Regions from separate parts of the Mus musculus genome. Here regions 1 and 2 are each linked to region 3. The links are chromatin contacts, called in public Hi-C maps. All regions are on one chromosome and are shown on one strand. The core of a region is the stretch at or near the end of the contact, and the rest is flanking DNA. Distances in the headings are between cores, read along the strand shown.

What was found. A called contact is a pair of places that touch in the nucleus more often than the background predicts.
Region 1: a contact with region 3 is called in a Hi-C map of muscle stem cells, with 1.8 times the contacts expected there. The contact joins the enhancer-like site here to the promoter of Taf3 in region 3. A contact is called at or near these places in 1 of 15 datasets of contacts at CTCF or cohesin (CD8 T cells), 3 of 484 Hi-C or Micro-C datasets (the N1E-115 cell line, muscle stem cells and nephron progenitors) and 4 of 115 datasets of contacts at active chromatin or transcription factors (the SCID.adh cell line, bone marrow-derived macrophages and embryonic stem cells).
Region 2: a Hi-C map of liver shows a contact between it and region 3, with 1.7 times the contacts expected there. The contact joins the enhancer-like site here to the promoter of Taf3 in region 3. A contact is called at or near these places in 3 of 39 promoter capture datasets (liver, pre-B cells and trophoblast stem cells), 4 of 484 Hi-C or Micro-C datasets (cumulus cells, effector CD8 T cells, liver and 1 more), 5 of 115 datasets of contacts at active chromatin or transcription factors (the SCID.adh cell line and embryonic stem cells) and 1 of 9 other capture datasets (embryonic stem cells).

Annotation. Positions count from the first base shown.
Region 1 is chr2:9,994,437-9,997,846 of GRCm38.p6, reverse strand. The region is part of intron 2 of Taf3 (TATA-box binding protein associated factor 3); the gene reads left to right. Among named protein-coding and RNA genes, the nearest start is that of Taf3, 52 kb to the left of the region's middle. Within about 2 kb of position 1,531, at least 30 of the 459 cell types and tissues checked have an H3K27ac peak or open chromatin away from gene starts, as enhancers often do. A contact at or near this core is called in muscle stem cells, where this site is marked.
Region 2 is chr2:10,098,711-10,101,919 of GRCm38.p6, reverse strand. All of the region lies in intron 16 of Itih2 (inter-alpha trypsin inhibitor, heavy chain 2), which reads left to right. Among named protein-coding and RNA genes, the nearest start is that of Kin, 20 kb to the right of the region's middle. Within about 2 kb of position 1,254, at least 8 of the 459 cell types and tissues checked have an H3K27ac peak or open chromatin away from gene starts, as enhancers often do. A contact at or near this core is called in liver, where this site is marked.
Region 3 is chr2:10,046,320-10,049,895 of GRCm38.p6, reverse strand. Taf3 (TATA-box binding protein associated factor 3) reads left to right here and starts at 1,287. Exons shown (of 7, transcript NM_027748.3): 1 at 1,287-1,661. The coding sequence starts at 1,496.

The DNA.
Region 1 (3,410 bases), core at 282-2,781, 52 kb after region 3:
GGAACATTCAAATGAGTATAGCAATCTCAGATTGGTATCTGCTCTCCTGAACATTCTACGTACGTCACTCTGTGTCTTTAGTGGTGATGGTACATTTGAGAGTTCCTGTCCCGCTCAGAATCGCAGTCATGCTTGTCAGTGTTTCCTGTGGGGTGTGCTGACAGTCTTTTCTCCTCCACTTGAGCGTTTCCTCTGACTGTCAGCAATGAGGCACAGTGCTCCATCCCATTCACTGTGCCACCGGGCAGTCGGTGAGCTCTTGGGCTTCACTCTTAGCCTGGGACCTCAGAAAGTTTTTTGTCTAATATTTGGAAACTTTTTCATTTCTGTGTACTACTTTCTTTTAGAATTGTCATTGATTAGACCTTGACTGTATTAAATTCATCCCCTAATGCTGTTTTTCTCTTTGGTCTCCTCATTCTTTCTAAGAGTTATTTTAAAATAGTTTAAACTTCGTATCAATTCCATCTGCATTGCACATCACTCACTCCAGCCCTGCTCTTTCCCTGTCCCTTCATATCCTTCCTTTGCCCTTGCAGCCCCCCCCCCCCGATAAAACACACAAACAACAAAAAGCATAGAAAACATCTCATCGTGGAAGCTGTAGTGTGTCACAGTGTGTCTCACAGTAGATCCCTTTGTCCACATATCTTCTCTTCCAAATGTTCATTGCCATGAGTCGTTGTTCTGGTTCTAGATCCTTGGCTTCTGTGACACCATCACTATTGACTCCTCATTGGCACGCCTTCCAGTTATCCTGTTGCTGTCCTGTCTCACAGAGATCCCGAAGCTTTAGAATAGCAACGCTGTCCCTTTCACACACCCCAGCCAGTCGCAGATGATACAGATTTTGGGGTGGCCAACTCAGAGCTTTCCTTGATTTTATTCATTATCCTTTCTACATGTTTTTAGTTCTAAGTAATAGAATACTCAACTCAAAATGGCTGAAACAGTAATGTTTTGTTTGTTTTGTTTTGTTTTGTTTTTTTTAACTTAACAAGGAATCAAGAATCATTGCTTCTAACACTGACACAGGGACTAGCAACTGACCCAGGGACAAACTTGGGCTCCTCTTCCATCTTCCCATTTTCTTCTGTGTGTGATGATACATTCACCTTTTTGCCCCATCAAAGTTGGCCACAAAACATTGTGATTCTTACTGCATAACAGCACAAAAAAGCAGAAAGATGGACTGTCTCTAAGTTTCCCCCCTCTTAGTGGGGAAGAAAAATCTTTTCAAGAATCTCATTGGTTCCATTAGTCAGAATTAGGTCATCTAGCCACTCCCAGCTGCCCAGAGTCACTGGCCAGGTGAATACCTGACTGACTGGCCCCTGAGTGCTGGATTTGGGTCCTTCTTGGACCTTAGGAGACTCCTTACTACTACAGACAGGTCTTGATAGATAGCCTCTCATTGCTGTGTCTCATTGCTGTCATGTGACAGTGGATCTGGTGTTGTAATGTGGACTCCCTCTTCAGAAGTAGGCACTGTGGCTTGCAAAGGCAGCTGTTGCCCCACAGTAGACGGAATCCATTAGATACGGTTTGCTGTGTAAGAGCCTGGGTGAGCCTTGCTCAGGCTTTCCATGCTTGGCTTCACCCTGGGAGGGCAGACCGCTATCACCGTAGACCCAGATGCGCTGCTGTGAGGCACAGGATGCCAAGCCTTCTACTGAGTCCTCCTGCATGATGTTCCCTGGGCTCTTGTTGGCAGTGTGTTGGTTGCTTCAATAAGAATGACTCTAGAAGTCTTACGTGTGGAGCACTCATTTTTGTCGTATCCTCAAATCCAGCTTGTCTCCTGACTTTCATGTTTGTTCTAGAGTGCCAGCTGTTGGAAGGAGAGAAGAAACATGTTTTTTTAATACACAAGCAATATAAGCCTGGCACCTCTTTTGTGTTCTGTGGATTTTGTGCATCCTCTTGTTTTTTATTAATAACTTCATATTCTTTGTTGTTGTCATTTGGTTTTGGCTTGTTTTTTGTTGTTGTTTTTTGTTTTTGTTTTGTTTTCGAGACAAGATTTCTCTGTGTAGCCCCAGCTTTCCTGGAACTCATTCTGTAGACCAGGCTGGCCCTCACATTCACAGAGATCCATCTGCCTCTGCCTTCCAAATGCTGGGATTAAAGGCATGAACCACCACCACCTGGCAACTTCTTATTCTTGATTCTCTTAATACATTGTCTTTCCTTTAAATGGAAATATCTCAGATACTTTGTGATCACTGGATGTGGTTTTATATTTAAGTGATGTACTTAATACCAAATGAAAGTTTTGTTGGGCAGAAGAGATGGCTCAGGGGTTAAGAGCACTGGCTATTCTTCCAGAGGACCCAGGTTCAATTCCCAACACCTTCATGGCAGCTCACAACTGTCTGTATCTCCAGTTCCAGAGGGTCTGGCATCCTCACACAGACATATATGTACAAGCAAAGCAACCACATAAAAATACATAAATTCTAGGGGCTGGGGATTTAGCTCAGTGGTAGAACACTTTCCTAGCGAGTTCAGAGCCCTGGTTCGGTCCTCAGCTCTGGGAAAAAAAGAAAAGAAGAGCAAGTAAGTAAGTTAGTTTTGTTTATGTGATCAGGGATGCTTTGGGCTAACCAAACTGAGGGGTGATTAGGAACTAGAATTTCATTGAGAAACAGTGTCCATCCCTGTGGGTCTTTCCACTTATTTTATGAAAACCACCCCTGTCTACTTAGAAAGAAGAATCACTGTAACCCACCTGCCAGGATTTTGAAGGGAACATTGAAAGAGTGCCTTAAGAATGATATTTGTTCATTGGACAGACTGAAACTTTATTAAATAGATTAATCACTTGTAGTCCAAAAATCTGAAATCTACCATGTTCAAAAAGACACATGTTTTGTCCACATGCCACAAGTGGGATTCCGAGGTAACCTCATGTGACAGGATGCAGTTAAAATGCAAGTTTATGAAGTTATGTAAAATTACCACACACCTGAGTAATATAAAGTAAGATGAACCATAACGACTTCCCAAGTCCAAACCAATGCATCTGATACTCTTCTGCTCCCACACCTTTCAGGTGAGAGCTGCTCAGCTGGGCCCTCTTGAACCTTTGCTCTTGAGAGATCTTAGGTGTCCCCCTCCTAGCCACCTCCTCTCCCCAGATGTTAACTCTCCTGTCTCCTGCCAGAGTTGACAAGCTGGGTCTGGGAAGGCCATCTAAGTAGCTAATTTCCTACAGATGTCAACTCCCCTCTTGTCGGCTCCATGTCCATTTTCCAATGGCCCCTTAACCCCTCATCTCCAAACTTTGTCTTGAGAAGAGCTGTGTGCTCATTTACATTTCTCTTTACTGAGAGAGGAGCCAGTATTCTGTTCCCTCTGCCTCAGATGTTCATTCATTCTCCATCCTCTGAAAGCTTTATGTCTGTGTG
Region 2 (3,209 bases), core at 5-2,504, 52 kb before region 3:
ACGAAGTAGCTGGGGCACGTCTGGTGTCTCTTCTTGTTGGGTGCTGAAAGCATCAGGGCTTCATTCTCTGACATCATGGACACCTAATGACCCGCTGAAGGGTTCCATGTCTAGATACCATCATATGTTGAGGTGTAGGGCTTGGAATATGAATTTGCGTGGAGACAAACCCATACCTCACACTCTTTCCAAGTGCATGAGGCAACCTCTCTGGAATAGAAGAGATTCTCTTCTTGTGGGAATGCATTGGTGGAGTGCCGCTTCACATTTGGTGAATAGCCTCAATTGGTTAAGCAGTTACTAGTTGCTCAATACATGGATGTTATCATTGAGTAAGAACTATCGTTTTGTTTGTTTTGACCCAAATGCATTCATTGTCACATGCATGTGGGAGGCATGGCCCATAGATGTGATCATTCAAAAGCCACTAACATATATTTGTTAGAGGTTGGGCGCTGAGGTGCAACTGTACACTTTCAGTACACAATGGACACATTCCCTTTCAACGTGTGAGACAGAGGTGCCACCTGGAGGACGTAACAGTAAGTGCAGCTCCTGCTGTTGCCCCAGAGTTTACAGAAATGGTAACCACACACACTCGGTCAATTACCGAAGTGACAAGCTTTGCAAAAAAGATAATGCTTACTCATGCTGTGGCAAAACATGAGGAGACATGGGACATGATACAGGTCTCAAAGCCACATGCCCTAGGGCTTGAAGATATGTATAGGGCAGAGAAATGGTAATTACTGTGTGGGGAAGAGTTGGAGGGATCTGTGGTTTACAAACACACAATTAGATTCCAGAGGCCGTTAGGAGATACACATTCAGAAAACGGGGGTATTCACATCATCGGAAGATGGAGTGATGGCCCTCTGGCATCATAAAGTCACCCATCACATACCTGTATGTTTTCAAGGTAAGAGTCAGTGGCTTCAACAAGCAAGGTCTTCAAGTCACTGGGAAGTAACCTAGGCAACTGTTATCACCGTGATCGGAACACCAGGAGCATTAGCCACAGCAAAGCTAGGAGGCAAACAGCGTGTAGCTCACTGCCACCTCTATGGCTGCTGCTTGTCAAAGTTGACAGAAAGCTAATGAGCTGAGGGTTTGCCCGGGTTTCCCCGCTAAAGCCCATACCCTGACTCTGTGTGTGTGTGTGTGTGTGTGTGTGTGTGTGTGTGTGTGTGTGCAGGCCATGAGGCAGCCCCTGCAGTGTGTATGTATGTGCTTTGCAACATCTCTCTCTTAGAGAATGGACTTTGGACATCCTCACAGCACTCCAGGCTTCTGTCCTAAGGGAAGGTCCCACTGCTCAGCAGTATGTGGATGTTTGAAGTGAAAACAGAAGGCTACTTCCTGTTGTTAATGTAAGATCCCTAGGTTCTCTTGAATAGACTCTCCTATTTAGAAAACATCTTCAGATGGCCCAGTGAGGTGTCTCCAAGGATGAAGGCACTTGCTAACAAGCTTAATATCCTGAGTTCAGTCCTGAAACCTGCATGGCAGGAGAAAACAGACTACCACAAGTAACCCTCTGAACTCTATATACTTGTTAGAACACAGGCCCATATGTACACACACACATACACTGCACGAACACATACACATGTGCACACACACACACACACACACACACACACACACACACAAAGTGGATAATCTTCAGAACTGACATCTTAGATTGTAGATGCAAGGCTGACTTGGACTATACAGGGAAACCCTGTCTCCAAAATTAATTACTTAAAATTAAAACGAAATAAATGATGTTTCAAAATGAACTCTAGACTGAGTGGGTGGCACCTGTAATCCCAGCATTCAAGGTGAAGGCAGGTGAACTGTGAGTTTGAGGCCAACGTGGACACAGAGCAATACCCCATGTCACAAGAGAACGGCTGAGGATGTCACTACATGGGAGAGCACATGCCTTGTGTGTGCACTGTCCTATGCGTCCTATCACAGTGCAGCTGAGAGGGAGAGGAAAGAGAAAGAAAGGCTCCGATTGTTTATTACATACACCAAGCATCGTTTTGTTACAAGCAACAGCAAGGACCCGGGTGACCATGTTAAGTGGCCTCATCTCACTTTCTGTGGCTTATCTCCAATAATGTTCGTTGTGGGACCTGAATGATTTGCTGTTTCCCTTTTGTTGATGATAATGCTCCTTATAGCTACACTCCTGAGCAGGAACCCTGAGTGGAAGATCAGTGTGCAGGGCTTGTGTGGTGAATGGCTCCCAAGAGCAGGACATGCTATGGTGTCCAGCATGGACATCACACTGTCCACTCACTACATGGACCCCACACACTGTCACTTTTCAAAGGAAAGTTTTTGCAGCAAAAAAGGACAAGACAGCCTATTTTAAAACGGCGTTCCTAAGACCACAAGGCTTCTTCCATATGTCTAGTCTGCTATTTGATGCAACAAAAAGGCTGCCCCTGAATCAGATGGTCCTGGGGTCAAATTCTTCCAATGTAAACATTGGCTGTACACTGACTTCTCTGCTCTCAGTTATCTCACCTGTATTATGGAGTAATGGCTATAGGGTAATTATAAAGCAAGATTCTCATATCTAGACATCCAATAAAGTCTAACTAGTGCTTGGCCCATAAATCTTAGGATTTCAGGAATATATACTGTTGACATGGAGATCTTCGATCCACTTCCAACCCTATCAAAAGTTAAAGCTACACTGATTGGTGTAAGGAGGCGTTCCATTGCCTAGAAACACATCATCACGGCGGGGAGTATGGCAGCATGCAGGCAGACAGGGTGCTAGAGAAGTTGCTGAGAGTTCACATCTGGATCTGCAGTCTGCAGCCAGCAGGGAGAGAGCTACTGGGCCAGGCTTTCTCTTTTGAAACCTCAAAGCCCAACCTGCCAGTGACACACTTCCTCCAACAGGCCACATCTCCCAATCCTTCTCGAGTATTTCAACTCCCTGGTGACTAAGCATTCAAATATAGGATCCTGGGGTGGGGGTGGGGAGCAATATTATTCAAACCACCATAAGTACCGTACTTATATAGAAGGAAAATTTTGCCATAAATCTTTTCCAAAGGAGCCATTGTTTCATACCTCAACAGTGCCCTCTAGTGCCCAGCCTTGACATTGACCGATGAACCAAGTCTTCATTAACCACCTGAAATGAACTGTGTAGTGTGAGATGAAAGCAAGGGGCAGGAGGTAACGTAATGGATTACAATCTT
Region 3 (3,576 bases), core at 38-2,537:
ATAGTCAATGGTAGATATGGCAGGCACAACTAAGAAATGGAGTAGTTAAATATAGCCGAAGTAGGTTTGGTTTAACTCAGTAGTCACTGGGATTGGTTTGGCTTTAATTTGAAACTTTTTTTCCTGTTCTGTAACTAGCTCTGTAGACCAGGCTGGCCTTGAACTCAGGTATCTGCCTCCCTCTGCCTGCCCAGCACTGGGATTATTAATCAGGGTCTACCAGCAGTTGCCCAAAGTGCCAGTTACTGTGGAGGCTCACTTCAGTCCCAAAAGTCTAAGGGCAGATGTTGCAACATAACAAGATTGAGACTCACGGGGGGGGGGGGGCGGGCGGGGGCGGACGACGGGATGGACGGACGGGACAACCCACTATTTCAACCAAACCTATTTATCATCTCATCACAGTTTCTGTTACCGTCAGGCAAAATGCAACTAGGGCTGGAAGAAGCCCTGGGAAAGGCAAGCAAGCATTCTCTGGACAAAACCAGTCTCAAGGATTTACAGAGTATTCGACCTCTGTAGGGAACTGCATTCTCCACGTCTTGGATAGACTACGTATTGTGACTAGTAAGACGCAAACTAGAACTAGCTATAAACTGCACTAAAATAATATCTTGCTCACTACTGGGGAAGAGGGGGGCAGTTCCCACTAATTGAACACGTAGGCATTTTTCCTTAAAACCAGCCATATTATGAAGAGCATTGAACGACACAATGAACAACATGAGTTTATTAGCTCTGATTGTTTTTTTTAGAGCCGGAGTCTTTTTCGGTTTTTCGGTGACTCTAGTTGGCCTCTAGCTTATGATTGCCTCAGCCTCCTGAGTGAACATCTTGGATTTCACTCAAACCTCCCAAGTGGCCACTATTTCATTCTGAATACTATCTTTCATCTTTTAATTTCGTTTTTACTTTTTTAGATTTAAGTAAAGGAAAACAATCGAATCCGCGTTCTGCGGAGTAGCTTATATTCCCAATTCTCTAGTTTCACACTTGAATCTCTATCAACATTATCGATGTTAAGTCCTTAACATTCCACTGCCTCCCTGGTTTGCCCCTGAACACACCGAGGGTCACCTCTTACTTTTCCATCAGCGGGGAGAGAAAGACACCGGCACCTGTTGTCAGGGAGGCGCAGACTCCACCTGCGCCCAGTCACTCGGCTTCCGGCCGGCGTCCAGGCTCTAGAGTCGATCCCGAGACGATCGCTCTCCTCCCACTGGGCGGAGCCTGGGCCGCCTATCTCTCGGCCTTCTGCTCGTACTGCCTCGCCCCGGCGGCCGTCCAGCGGGAGGCGGAGCGAGTCCAAAATGGCGGCTCTCAGGCTGGCGCGCTCCGTGCTGCTGAGGCTTTGAGGTGGTCGCTCCGGGTCGGAGGGGGGACGATTTCCCCGCCGCGGGGCCCCCAGAGAATGAATCGGGGGCTCTGCTGAGGCGAGGCGGCAGGGCTGGAGAGCAGTGGCAGCGAAGGGCTGCGGTGGCGTCCACGCAGCGGGATGTGCGAGAGTTACTCTAGGTCGTTGTTGAGGGTCTCGGTGGCGCAGATCTGCCAGGCGCTGGGCTGGGACTCGGTGCAGCTCAGCGCCTGCCACCTCCTCACCGACGTCCTGCAGCGCTATCTGCAGCAGCTGGGCCGGGGCTGCCATCGGTACTCTGAACTCTGTGAGTACTGGGGCTGGGTTGCGGGAGGGCTGCCCCAAGCCGGTCACGAGTGACACCTTTGCCCCTCCGGACCCCTTTGGGCATCCCCTGCAGGGGTGGCGTTCCGAAGCCGGCTTCGACATGGGGATCCTCTCAGACTCCGACCGTCTGGGGGGCTTCCACCGTCTCCTGCGAACTCCAGTCATCCCTTAGGTGCCTCTTCCTCATCCGCTAACTTCCCGCCACCGGCAGGGAAGCGGGGTCCCGGCTCGCAGCCACACACCCTCTCACCGATGCTGCTCCTGGACCAGTGCTTCGGTCTCTCTCATTGTCTCGGGTCGGCTGCGGCCAGAGCCACCCCCAGAATGCTCTCCACCTCGCTCACCTTGGTCTTTTGCCTCCCTTGCTCGCAAACTACTACAACTAGTTGTCACAGGCGCTCCGTCTACCGGCCGTTTCTTACAAGGCTGGCCATTCCTGAGCTCCCAAATAGACTCGTTGACAGCTCCGCTCAGTCAGGGTCGCTGCCTTTTTTTTTTTTTTTTCTCCCCTCTCTATCTGTTCGTTTCACAGACTTCGCCTACTACTTTTCAAGGCAGGTTTTGTCGATTTCGCTGAATACCTTTCAATAAGCATCTCAGTTACGCACGGCGTCCTTCCTCTATGCTCTTCTGTTAGTGTTGATCTAAGTGTGATGGGAAGCATCACTCGGTAATTTGGGAGGTTTTCCGGGTACTCAGTGTCGCAGTATGTATTAACTTTTTTTTTTCTGGTTCATGTCTCTTTAATGAGATTAAAGGCTCCTGTGTATGTTTTGGGAGTGAGTAAAGATAGCACAGTCCTCCGTGTTGCCCCTCTTCAGGGCTCCAGCCCTTTCAGGTGTGTTCTAGGAGAGTGGGGACGGTCCCACATGGAGGACTGCAGTTGAAACTAGGGCTGAATCCTGGTGGCCAAGTAATACCCAGTTTCCCTCTTGAAACTACTTATGGGATGTCCCCACAACTAGAAGCCAGCCCCACGGGAGGAACTTGAGACATAGAATCTGGGGACAGTGTATTGACTTTTAAGTGAATGCCCAGTAGTGTCTTTACCCGGTGGTATTTAATGATTTGTAGAAGGTACAGATCATTTTATAGATGTGTGATTTTTACTGATGTATGAGTGTGTGTGTGTGTGGGGGGGGGCGGGGATTATAACGTTCATTTAAATTCCAAGATATGACGTTTAAGGTGGCAAGTTGGATAACTAAATGAAGTGTTTTATAGAGTAATTTGTTCTGCTACAGTGGTTCCTACTTTTAAAGTGAGGGCCTATAGATTCGCCATACCTTCAAGACTCCAAATGCCATTCCTAACAAAATAATGAAACCCCAACAAATCAGATCCTATTTATCTTATTTTGTAATTGTTTGTGTATATGTGTACCCTGACCCAGAAGATAAATTGATTATATTCATATTCTGCGTAAGTACCTAATGTGCTGATTGGAGCACCCTTGATTGTATTTGTATTACTCTAGTACCTACTGTGCTAACTGATTGGAGCATCCTGATTTGTGTCACCCTAGGGTTGTTCCAAATAGGAAACAGTTGGCTAGTAAATTAATGGGTAGTCCACAAAAGACTTAGTGAATGAATTCCTAAAATGCACATCTTTTTGAGTGCTTGATTTAACGTGTGTGGTGGTAGAATGATCGTCTAGCTGTTGCTTCCTTACCTTCAAGCCCCTTCTCCATTGACCTTCAGTATATTGTTACTATTATGTTTAAGATAGATTATATTTTGTTACCTAGTTCCTGAACTAAAGGCAGATGTATACCTTTTGGGTTCTGAAAATATCCCCTGAATACATAGTTACCTTCCATGCCAGGTAGTTCATGGATTCAAGCATTCCAAAGTGTCCAAGAACTCATTGTGCTTTACTGAGAACCTCTTCAT